2 separate regions of the Bos taurus genome follow, and region 2 is linked to region 1. Evidence: chromatin contacts called from public Hi-C data. All regions are on one chromosome and are shown on one strand. The core of a region is the stretch at or near the end of the contact, and the rest is flanking DNA. Distances in the headings are between cores, read along the strand shown. Region 1 holds the start of SP9 (Sp9 transcription factor). Region 2 has its middle 42 kb from the start of CDCA7.

Evidence for each region. A called contact is a pair of places that touch in the nucleus more often than the background predicts.
Region 2: a contact with region 1 is called in a Hi-C map of liver, with 2.5 times the contacts expected there. The contact joins the enhancer-like site here to the promoter of SP9 in region 1. A contact is called at or near these places in 3 of 11 Hi-C or Micro-C datasets (blastocyst, liver and skeletal muscle).

What each region holds. Positions count from the first base shown.
Region 1 is chr2:22,448,727-22,454,858 of ARS-UCD2.0, reverse strand. SP9 (Sp9 transcription factor) reads left to right here and starts at 3,283. Exons shown (of 2, transcript NM_001205839.1): 1 at 3,283-3,303; 2 at 4,312-5,736. The coding sequence starts at 3,283. The coding sequence ends at 5,736. LOC132342957 (a long non-coding RNA gene) reads right to left here and starts at 4,447. Exons shown (of 3, transcript XR_009491534.1): 1 at 4,359-4,447; 2 at 3,879-4,014; 3 at 3,303-3,785.
Region 2 is chr2:23,308,346-23,314,597 of ARS-UCD2.0, reverse strand. No RefSeq gene overlaps it. Among named protein-coding and RNA genes, the nearest start is that of CDCA7, 42 kb to the left of the region's middle. Within about 2 kb of position 1,802, at least 16 of the 102 cell types and tissues checked have an H3K27ac peak or open chromatin away from gene starts, as enhancers often do. A contact at or near this core is called in liver, where this site is marked.

The sequences.
Region 1 (6,132 bases), core at 2,034-4,533:
TAGTGTATTTACCATGTAAATATATTCCAAGATGAAAACGTCACGGATCAATTGTAAAGGACCCGGATACATAATTTTAAAAAATCAGTTTCAGTGTATATGAGGTTCTCACCCCACTTTCGCTGCTCAGTCAGATTTGTTTATGCAGAATCGACATTTAATAGTGCTAATTGCACTCCAGTTAAATTGCCCTGATTGCAGAAAGGGAAGCAATTTTCGTGCTCTCTGTCTGGGTTTGGAAGAAATTGTTTTATATTCACCTCTTTATAAAGAAGTGGAGATAAGGCACCGGGGCCTTTGCACAAATTGCACTTAGGGGCTGACTGGCAGCATTCAGGCGCTATAATAGAGCATTATTTGGCCGTTTTGAATAATGTAAAGCGTTTGCTGAAAGCTATTCTCCTGAAAATTGCTTTAACTTTTAAAAGGGTGATGATTCACTCCAAACCAGGCCTTTGTTACATTGTCATTATTTCCCCAAATGTTTTAACAGTCAGCTCAACACTTCAGCATAACACATTGATCTTTGTTTAAAAACTAGATTTTTTAGAGGAAGAAAAAAAATCTGTCACACGGGGAAAAAAACAAAACAAAACTGGACTTCTGAAAGATTTCCTTGGGCACCCCACCTTAAAGTTGAAGTACCCAGGGCGTCTGCCCTGCGATCATCTGGAAGATTTTCTAACTTTTATTGTGATCCGGTGATGTGTATCTAAAGAAATATCCGAGTGCCCACGTAGAGTCTGACAGCTGGAACTACGCTGAAAACGCAGGGAGGGGGAGGGGAGAAGAAGGGAGGAAGAGGAAAAGGAGAAGAGGAAGGCAACCCGGGCGCCGGGAGCCCGAGGTACCAGCGTGAATTGTTTTAAATGGTTGACTTGAAAATGTCACCAGTGCTAAGTGGCTTTTTGGATTGTCTTATTACTTTGTCAGGTTTCCTTAAAGAGAGGGTGTGTTGGGGGTGGGGGAGGAGGTGGCTGAGGGGAACCTCCGCGCTTCTCCTCCCCGGGCTGCACTGGGTGAGTCGGCAACGCCTCGCTGCCACTTAACAATCCCTCTATTAGTAAATCGACGCGAAGACTCTACGGGAAGCCGAACACCAGTCTGCTCTCCCAGGGCAGAAGTCACCTGTTGGGAAGGGCTCCCGGGTCCCCCTGCCGGGCTTTCTGGTTCTTCCAGGCTGCTAGGATGCCACCTCAACCCTCCACGCCGAGTCCCTGGGGCTTTTCACACTCCCCCTTCCCCCTCTCCCCTGCCAATTTCTACTACAATCCCCAGGACACAAACCTTCATTAGAGCCGCGCGGGTCTTCTCACTCTCTCTCCCTTCTCTCCTCTTTCTCTGTCGTACTTTACTCGGCCTTTCCGCCACCTTAGACCAAAGTGGGGGGGCGGAGAGCATTTGAGCCAAGATACTCTAACGAAAAGCAAAGAAAGCAACCCATATACTCTTCTCCACCTACGGAGTGCACCAGGATGCACGCAGGCTCCGCTCAGGGCCAAGAGATGAGCCACGGTGGTCGCACTTTTTGGGTCAAGAGGTACTGTATGCTCCCCCTCCGCAACAACTCGTCTTTTGCACCCAAGCTGTTGAGGTTCGTGGTTTAAAATGTCTTTTAGAGCAGGATGTGGGTTTTCAGGGGGAAATGTGGTACACTAAAACCAGTACCCATGTCTGTCGAGGGCACTGATATTTCTGATTCAAAAGCTGCTCCTGACTACCCTGAAGAAAAAGGGGAGACCCAGAAAGAAGAAAAACACCTCAGCGACTAAGGGGTTCCAGAAGCGTAGTCAGTTGTCTGTCTGAGGACGTGTCTTATCACACGACAGGATCCGAAGAGGACTTTAAGATGCTTCCAGCTTGCAAAATGTGGAGGCGCCCACGTGTGGCCTCGTCCCTGGTACTCACGGACAGAGGTCCGGGGGAGAAGCTCCCTGAGCACGTCCAGGAAAGCAGGGAGCTAGGGGCAAGCCCACCCCTCAAACCGGAGTCCTTGTCCTTCAGAGGAGCCTGTAGGCCCAGGCAGCCTGGAGTGTGAGTGGGTTGGAGCTAGGGCAAGAAACTCGATTCTGGGCTGAAACGTGACATGCAAATCTTCACCGGGTTAAACAAACAGCCGAGCAAGCTGCAGCTTCAGCGGGGGTGGCGGTGGGGGCGGACGCGGCTCGCGCCGATCTCTGTTTCCAAAGTCGTTGCATTGTGAAAATAAGCGGCTTCGTGCAGCGTGTTGTATGGGCTGATGTCTCCCACCCCCATGCCAGCCCCCAGCGAAACCCGGCAGATAATCAGCACGTCCCACTGTTTAGTCATATTTGACAACTGGGTTAACCTGGTATCTAGGCACTGGCAAACGGTACAAAGGGTGCCCTCAATTACCACTTGAAGCTTCGGGTGTGAGTGGCACTTGTATTACCCACTGGGTCAGAGGCCAGAGCGACAATTAGGAAGTCACATAGACCGCTAGGGGAAATGGCGGGATGCGGCAATCTCCCAAGTCTGTGGGTGTAGACCTGGACGAAGAGGCCTATTTCTCTCCTTTCGGAGGAGCCGTCCCTTCACCCCTTCTCCTCAATGTGACTCAGAGTAAAACTGAATCCATTGGGAATCTGGAATCAGGTAGACAAGTGACAATGATACAATCGCGAGCGAGAATGATGGATTCCAGCTGAAGTTGTGCTCCGCAGGCGAGAGCCTGGATACACAAAGTGAGCGTTGACATTTTCATCTCTACTTGGGCCTTGCTCGTGTGGCCTCCGCCTCGGCGCCCCCTCCCCTCCTGTCTCCTTTCCCACAAGTGGAGAGTCGAGGACTGTCAGTCCTAACTTGCATCTTCTCAGGGAGGTCGCGAGGGGGGGTAGTGGTGGGGAAGCTTGTGACTCGGTCTCAGCGATACTTAAACCTGGCTTGGTGAGTGTGTGTAAATTTTTAATTGTGCTGTAATTTCTTCAGTCACCAGTCGGCGACCGCCCCCGCCCCCCACCCCGCTAGCCGCAGTGACTGGCACGCGCCGGGAGCCCGGGCTTGGGCCCCTCGGCGCGTCTGATTGGCTGCTGGGCAGCTCCCGTCTGCTCTGCCTGCGCCCTCATTGGGTAAGAAGCGCAGCCAGCGGCACTTCAAAGCGGGTGCTCCTCGCACTTAGGCTGAGTTTAGCCGGCGGGAGCCCGGAGTCCGCTCGGCGCGGGCGCGGGGACACGGGAGCCGCGCGGAACCCGAATAGTTTTACCGAGCAGCCGCCAGGCTCAGCCTCGCTCCAGGCCCCGCCACGCCACCCAGGGACCTGCTATGGCCACGTCTATACTTGGGGTAAGTCGAAAGTGCGGTATTTGCTTGTTTTAACAGGAGTAATTTTTCGTTATGGCTTCTCCAGGTCGGCGGCTCTGGAGAAACTGTTGCTGCCCGACTGCAGCCTCAGCTTCTTTGAGCACTTTCCACATTTCTGGGATTGATTCTTTCCAAATTATTGGAACCCAGGAGGTGCCTTTGAAAGAAAAGGATTTGTCAAGCAAGTCCTTTCAATATTCGGTTTTAGAGGTTCCTTTTTTCCCCCTGCGTGATTTATATCCCATCCTCCCCCCCCCCTCCTTGCTTAGGGGATTGTTGCAATTACGCGACAGCGGTGTTTCCAGAAAACAGTCTTAATCGTTTTGCAGACCATGTAGTCACGTTAACATTTACACTTCTGCGGCTTCCTAGTTCGTTTATGACTGAAATCCATCGCGGGGGTCGCTTCTGCTCGGATTCTTGTCTTCGTGTGTGTGTGTGTATGTAAACATTTAAAACGTTTTCTATTAAAAAGAATCAAGTCGTAGTCACCCTTGGGAGGAGTGCCCCAAGCTTCCCCCACCCTCGGTCGCTGTTTCAGCCGCCTCTGCCCTCACCTGGTGTTTGTTGCCGATGTGTTTACCTCCGCGCTTCATCCCGAAGGGCGACTTGGGGGCTTCTTTGAGAGGAGCGGGCTTGTGGCGAGCGGAAGGCGAGCGACTTGAGTCCAGTTTGGGGCAGGATATGCAGCGACTGAGGCGGGGAGAACCGACACATCTTTGATTTGTAGCCCCACCGAAGAACAACTTTACAGCTCCGGGACCCTCTCTCTTGGGATTCCCTCTGTCCCGCGTGGGGCGCGGCGGGGCGCGGCGCATCCTCCGCGAGCTCACCGGGAGGAGGCGCGAGTCGGGGGGCCACGACCCCCCGCCCCCCGCCTCGGGACCAGCGGCTGGGGGACGGGGCTGCTCACGGGTGCACTTTGTGTCTTCCTCCCACTTGTTCCTGCCCTCCTCCTCCTTGCTCCCTCCCTCACCCCACCCACTCTAGGAAGAACCGCGCTTCGGAACGACCCCGTTGGCCATGCTGGCGGCGACCTGTAACAAGATCGGCAACACGAGCCCGCTGACGACGCTGCCGGAGTCGAGCGCCTTTGCCAAGGGCGGCTTCCATCCCTGGAAGCGCTCCTCGTCCAGCTGCAACCTCGGGTCCAGCCTCTCGGGCTTCGCAGTGGCCACCGGCGGCCGCGGCTCGGGCGGCCTGGCGGGAGGCTCGGGCGCAGCCAACAGCGCCTTCTGCTTGGCCTCCACGTCCCCTACGTCGTCCGCTTTCAGCAGCGACTACGGCGGCCTCTTCTCCAACTCAGCGGCGGCCGCGGCGGCAGCGGCCGGAGTGTCCCCGCAGGAGGCGGGAGGCCAATCGGCCTTCATCTCCAAGGTGCACACGACGGCGGCCGACGGCCTGTACCCGCGCGTGGGCATGGCGCACCCGTACGAGTCGTGGTACAAGTCAGGCTTCCACTCGACGCTGGCGGCGGGCGAGGTGACCAACGGTGCTGCGTCGTCGTGGTGGGACGTGCACAGCAGCCCGGGCTCGTGGCTGGAGGTGCAGAACCCCGCTGGGGGGCTCCAGAGCTCGCTGCACTCGGGCGCCCCCCAAGCCTCGCTGCACTCGCAGCTCGGCACCTACAACCCCGACTTCAGCTCGCTCACGCACTCGGCCTTCAGCTCCACGGGCCTCGGCTCCTCGGCCGCCGCCGCCTCGCACTTGCTCTCCACCAGCCAGCACCTGCTGGCCCAGGACGGCTTCAAGCCGGTGCTGCCCTCCTACTCGGACTCCAGCGCCGCAGTGGCGGCCGCCGCAGCCAGCGCCATGATCTCGGGCGCCGCGGCCGCCGCCGCCGGGGGGAGCTCGGCGCGCTCGGCCCGCCGCTACTCCGGCCGCGCCACCTGCGACTGCCCCAACTGCCAGGAGGCGGAGCGGCTGGGCCCGGCCGGGGCGAGCCTGCGGCGCAAGGGCCTGCACAGCTGCCACATCCCGGGCTGCGGCAAAGTGTACGGCAAGACGTCGCACCTGAAGGCGCACCTGCGCTGGCACACGGGAGAGCGGCCCTTCGTGTGCAACTGGCTCTTCTGCGGCAAGCGCTTCACGCGCTCGGACGAGCTGCAGCGGCACCTGCGGACTCACACGGGCGAGAAGCGCTTCGCCTGTCCAGTGTGCAACAAGCGCTTCATGCGCAGCGACCACCTGAGCAAACACATTAAGACGCACAACGGGGGCGGCGGGGGCAAAAAGGGCAGCGACAGTGACACGGACGCCAGCAACCTGGAGACGCCCCGCTCCGAGTCCCCTGACCTCATCCTGCACGACTCCGGCGTCAGTGCGGCCCGGGCGGCTGCGGCGGCGGCGGCGGCGGCTGCGGCGGCAGCCTCGGCGGGAGGCAAGGAAGCCGCGTCTGGCCCCAACGACTCTTAGAGATCCGGAGAGAGGCGCGAGGAAGCGAGCGAGCGAGTAGACAACGAAAGCGAGCGAGAGGTTCGGAGGGCAAACGACCGGGGGATGGACGGGCGGGGGCTCCAGGGCCGCCCCCGGGTCGGCGCGAGGTGATGCGGCACTCGGCTCGCGGACCGCCGCTCGCCGGCCAAGCCAAGAGCTCCCCTCTGCTGCCCGAGCCCAGACGAGAATCGAACGCGTATTCCAGGAACAAAAGCGAACCAACCTGCGACACAAACACTTTAAAAAACTGCGCACACACACACACACACACGCCGGAGATCTACAACCACAAGCACGCACACTCAAGCGTGCACACACACTAACACACCACTCGCACAAACTTCTCGAGCGAAGAGCAATACATAGAAACGTTCC
Region 2 (6,252 bases), core at 553-3,052, 860 kb before region 1:
TTTGGAAATAATGGAAGTTGAAACTGGAAAATCCAGCTGTATTCTGCAGGCCCTGAGAGTCTTCTAGGACCTCCCTGGAACAAATCGATTCATTTAGAATAACACACTTCTTTTCGCTTCAGCCAAACGCTCTCAGTAACACATGGGGCTTCGGTCTGTTTCTCTGTGTCTCTCTTTCCTAACAGTGTTTTGCCTCACAGAGGGCCCCACACCACGATTTCTCACCTGCCATGCTCAGACTTTTCTAGAACACATGAGTTCAGAAAAGACTGAGCCCCACCGAGTGTGTGGGGCAGGCCAGTAGAGGAGCTCTATTCTCATCTCTGTAAGCAGTCATTCGGAGTTGCCTAAGAAATCTCTAAGAATGCCACGGAATTGAAATCAGCCCTCCCAAATGGCATGAAGAGTTTTTGGTCGTTAACTCTGCCATCTCCTGTTAGCTAAGCTCATTTGTTTTCCCTCCTGAGAGAAGAGCTCTTGCATCTAATCACACCTAATCTTTCCGCAAAGATGTTTTCCTAAAAAACTGTGTAAATCAAGTTTTGTAAATCTAATCATATGTTTTATGCATCAGGGGAACTTGAAATGTAAAGAAATCCCATGGTGCATCCTTCTGTAAAATGAAGATTTGCTCCCTTATTATTCATTTTTTATAAATCTGAATAATTATTCAGTGGGTTGAAGGAGCTATGCCTTTATTTCGATTTTTGCATTTGGTGTCTTTCCATTTCTTATTTTCAGTGAGCTTGCAAATGGGCGCCATTCTACTTTTAGAGGAAGGAAACAGCACATATCCTCTCTAATTCTTAGGTTGTAAGGAGCCTCCAAATTCTGTGCCAGTGGATCCTAATGAGCCATTGTCTGAGTGAAAAAAAAGAGCCAGCAGAAACCCTTACCCCTATCCTGCATCATAAAACCAGAGATCCATTTCAGACTGTCTCAGTTCTATTCCTTCCCTTCATCTTTCTATCTGAAAAATAAAAATAGTTCTCAACTTAAAATAGGATGGCATCGATGAAAGCTTTATCTAGGATGCATTCCCCAAACAGGGACAGCAAGTTTCTCAGCCACCAGGGATCCTGGAGAGCCTGATGTCTGAAGATGAAGTTAGAAATGAGGGAAGGTTTACTGTTCATTCTTCTACTCGACAGAAACCACGGGGTCCTATAGCAAGCGAAGGCTTAGCAATCAGAGCAGAGTGAAACCGGATTCCCAACGTTTGTACAGTAGACTTCACTCCTAAGGGCAACTTTCTTGAGGTATGTTTTCACCCTTCACCCCCCGGATCCCAATTAAGGGAAACATTTTTTGGAGACATGTCTTTTCCCCATGATAGTAAAGCAGGTCTGTTTTTTCTTTCTCGTCTTGCCTCCCTCCCTCCCTCCCTTTCTCTTTCCTTCTTCCGTCTAGATGGTCAATGCAAAGCGTCTGATATTTGAAAATGTAATCTTACTAGTGAGAAATGTGTCCTACAAGGACCTTGTTTCAATTCGAGAAATTCTCCAAACCTAAATTCCCAGTTCGGAAGAGTCCAGTTCGATCCGGGCTGGGCAAACTGGAGCATTTTCAGAAAAAGGGAGATAGCCGAGGGGAAGGAAGAATCACAAATGGCTGAACACCGACGTCAGCTCAAGTCCTTGGGAGAAGCCACTACAGGAGCAGAGAAGTGGCTGACTGAAAGCTCCCTCCTCAATCAGGGCTTCCGCACTCACAGGAAAGAAAGAATTCCGAGCGGCGTTACGAAACGCCCTGACTGCCAGCAGGGGGAGCTCTAGCTCCGGAAACCCGTCTGTGTTCCGGGACTTCTCACCGAGTCTACCTAGATCTTTCCTAGGAGGTGAGCACTGTGTGACCGCAGAGGTCGGTATACAACACCCACGGTGACGTCCCTTAACCAGAAACAGGGGTCTACCCTCGCACGGCCCCTGGATGAGGAGAGCAGTTAATGCCTTTCTAGCAACAGAGCTAAAACAGGCATTTTAAGAGCAAGTGACCAAAGCCTTCCAAAGACAGCAGAGAAAAAGCCTCTTCCTCCTTCTTTCTCTTCCTCTGCCCCTGGGCACAACTCTGTTTCTCGGGGCCAGGACCGCGATGTGACAGGACGCATTTTGCAGGTGTAGTCTTCCGGGTTGGGCAAACTGCCAGTGGTTGGGGTGAACTGGATTTCTGGAGGCCATCCATCAGCTCTGGGTCACCGCTGGGACCCTGCTGCTCTCGCTTTTTTTAGGCAGAAGGTACAAAGAAGCCTTCAGCTGTACAAAAGTCTGCAGGTATCATGTCTTTGGTGCTTGTTGTAGAAGGTTCTGCAGAGAGAGGACGGCAGCCCCACTAAACACAGACAGGTAATATAAAAACCATTCCAGCCCAGGAAATATCTGAGAAGCAGCCCGACTCCAGCACCTTGTTCCAAGCTGTGTCCTGGGGAACACTGCTGTCCCTAGGGAGTTTCTGGGTATTAGGGGGACAAAAATCTTCTGCCTGTATGAGTATGAGAAAGGCTGTACCACCATCCATGCGTTCCCCTCTCCACGACCTCTCCTGACAAGACAGTTTGTTCCAAGTTCAGATGAACAAGTGAAAAAATCCACTTAATTTTCTTTAGCCCAACTTAATTGATCTGACCATGAAATATTTTTTCCTTGCTCCAGAGAGTACCTATAACGCAGGCCCTTGTGTTCTGTGGAGCATACTTTGAGAAATGCTGAGTATGGATAAAAGAGCCACGTTCTAGGGGTGAAGAAACGTGTGTTTCTGCAGGTTGGCTTTGAACCTAACTGTTGTGATTTTCCATGAGTCATCTTAGCCTCTCTGGGTCTCAGTTTCCTCTTCTGTAAAGTGATGATTTCTTCATTTCTACACACGCATACGGTCCCAGAGGCGATGTGAATCCTGGACATTCAGATACATTCAGAGCTCCTAAAACCTGTGGAAACTGATCACATGTTTAAGTGGAAAGAGTTATGCACTTTTGTCTGTGAACAGACAAGATTGACAAAAGCCATACAACAGTAAGAGGCAATATTCCTCTCTCTCTGTATTTGGTTTATAAACCACACTAGTCCTGTGGCTACTTCTGTGTTTTTATCTGCTTTGCTTAACCTGTGGAATAGCTTGCATGCATTGTTCTCTTTACTTTCCATGTGCAAAACTGCAAGGGTTATATTTTGATTTAATTCACATAATGAATGAATTTTATTTGTTCAGGACGTTTATCTGGAATCTTAGCAGTGATTCCACAGGTTGCAAGGACATACAGGCTCCTCTGAGCAACAGCACGAACTAGAATGCCTGCTGCTGGTGGTTAGGGACTGGTGTTAATGAAACAGTGTAAGTTGGAAAACATACAGCGGAAAGTTTTGCTAAAAGAGCTGAAGGAACAGTGATTGGAGTATCAGGGTCTCTGGGCTAGAAATGCATTTCTGCTCTTTCCCCTAGTCCCTGCTTCTCCTTCACTTAGAAGTAGAAATGGTATTAGCTTGGATTCCTTTCCTTGGGAATGTAGATGAGGTGTATCAGAAGCCAGGTAGGGAAACATGGGGTTTGTGGTATGTTATTGGACATCCATCTTGCGCATGCCCATCTACAAATCCTTGATCAGCAGTGTTGAACAAGTCCAGCAGGTATTGATTAAGCACCTACTCTGGGCCAGGCGCTGATTCTTACCAAGTGGAAAGTCTTCTCTTCTAAGCTCTGGCTCGAGTTCAGGCTGGTCTCTGGAGACTTTGCTCATATGTGCGTCCTTCACTGATAGCTGCCAGTTGCTAAACTGTTACAGTTGGATCACACAGCTTGGCGCTTATTACATCCTGCCTTGTTGCTGTGATTTTCTGTGAATTCCTAAGTAGGATGTAAGCCTCATGAGAGCAGGGGCTACACCCTAACACTCTTTTCCTTGCCTGTGGTACTTCTATAAACACCACTCAGCCAATCACAGCGCATCACAGCAGAATCTAGGGAATCCTTCAGACAACAGGTCTCTGCACCTCAGAGTATTAAACCATGTTTTAGAGCCAATGGTTATGTTGTGCGTTAAGTGCTCATAACTATCTGTTATGTCTACTCTCGTTGTTTCAGTGGGTTTTTGTTAGTTTCAGAATTAGAGAGTCTGATTTGGGGTTTACTTCTCACCATTGGTTGTTGATAATGTTGTACTCTAAGACTTGTTGAACTCCAAAGAATTAAGTGCCTTTCTGGGTGGTCTGAATTCACTCTCCTAAGGCAACTTCCACTGATGTGGTCTTTTCCCTGGCTTTCTGTTTTACTAGTTTGTGGCTAATTATGAGGGTTTCAGTCAGTTTGATGAAGCCACAGATGGCACCACCACCCCAGGTGGCCCAGAAGAGGATTTGTGGAGCTGTGGGGTCTGGGCCTCTTCAGAAAGCCCCTCAAGGAAATTAGTGACATGGTCGTGGGTGCCTGTCTCTGCCTTTCTCACGGCTCCCCTCCTGGCATCGTTGCCCACCTTCTGGAGCCGCTACCCCCCACTATTCTGGAACCCAACTTAGGTGTTCCCTGCTGCAAAGTTATTGCCTAATTATGGTGGGGGCTGATGAGCCTTTACAGTGGGGTCCCTTTCAAGTGTGTCCTTGCATGAAAAATAGATCTGGAATATCCAGCAGTCCTTCACAAAGCCTAACACGTCTGGTCTTTCCCATATATCCCAATTTGTAACCTTTGCACAAAAGTTTTATTTGTGTATTTTTATTTCATTTTATTTTCTTTATTTGGCTGCTCCAGGTCTTCATTGTGGGATGCAGGATCTTCCAGTCGTGTGATGAGAACTCTTAGTTGCGGCATGTGGGATCTAGTTCCCAGACCAGGAATCGAACCTGGGCCCCCTGCACTGAGAAGACAGAGTCTTAACTGCTGGATTGCCAGGAGAGTCCACGCACCACGGCTTTAGCGTCCACAGAATGTTTCCACACACAGTGTCAGCTGAGCTGTGGAACATCCAGGTGATTGGCGCCAAGAGGGAGGAAGAGGTGGCAGGCCTGGAATCGTGTCCCTCTGACCCGCCCTTGCTGTGTTTCGCCTTGTACTGTGGTTATTGGCAGGTATGTCTCTTATCGCCAGAGCCTGTCATGAGATGTAGAGGGCAAGCGTTCAGTCTGGAAACCTGGGGCTGAAAGTCAGTCTGCCCATCACATACAAGTGGACAGCGGTGATGATGGGGATTCAGTGCTCCCTGTGTGCGAGGAACTGTACATAATTTCCCTTGTTGTCTTAGTCCACTTGGGCTGCTCACGCCAGAGACTTGCTAATACCCTGCTAATACCAGCTTGGTGTGTCAACAACAAACGCTCATTCCTCATAGTTCTGGAGGCTGGGAAGTCCAAGATCAAGGCACTAGCAGATTCAGTGTCTGGTGAGAGGATGTTTCCTGGTTTGTAAAGGCTGCCTTCTCGCTGCATGCTCACACGGTGCAAGGGGGAAGAGAGCTGTCTGGGGTCCTTTTTAAAGGGCACTAATCTGCTTTATGGGGCTTCCCTTGTGGCTCAGTGGTAAAGAATCCACCTGCCAATGCAGGAGACTTAGGTTCCATCCCTGTGTTGGTAAGATCCCCTAGGGAAGGAAATGGCAACCCACTCCAGTATTCTTGTCCATGGGAAATCCCATGGTCAGAGGAACCTGGTGGCTACAGTCCATGGGTTCACAAAAGAGTCGGACACGACTTAGCATCTTAATGACAAGAAGAAGCCCGTTCATGAGGCTCCACCCTCATGACCTAATAGCATCAAAGGCCCCACTTCCAAATACCATCGTATTGGAAGTTAGGCTTTAACGTGTGAATTTAGAGGGGGAAACAAACTTTCAGTCTGGGCTTCCCTGGTGACGCAGATGGCAAAGAATCTTCCTGCAGTGCTGGAGACCTGGTTTCTTCACTGGGTTGGGAAATCCCCAGGAGAAGGGAATGGCAACCCACTTCAGTATTCTTGCCTGGAGAAGTCCATGGACAAAGAAGCCTGGCAGCTTCAGTCCATGGGGTCACAAAGAGTCAGATATGACTGAGCGACTAATACTTTCACTAAACATTCAGTCTAGAGCATTCATTTAATACTTATGATAGCTTGAGAAGCATATATTCTTTTTTTGTTTGTTTTTTGGGCATGCCTGGGCCTGTGGCATCCTGACTATTGAACCTGGCCCCTTGGCAGTGAGAGCACGGAGTCCCAACCATTGGACCTCCAGGGAACTCCCGAGGCATACATTCTTACCCTGTTCTACAGTGGAGCTTAGAGCAAGGGTTCACAG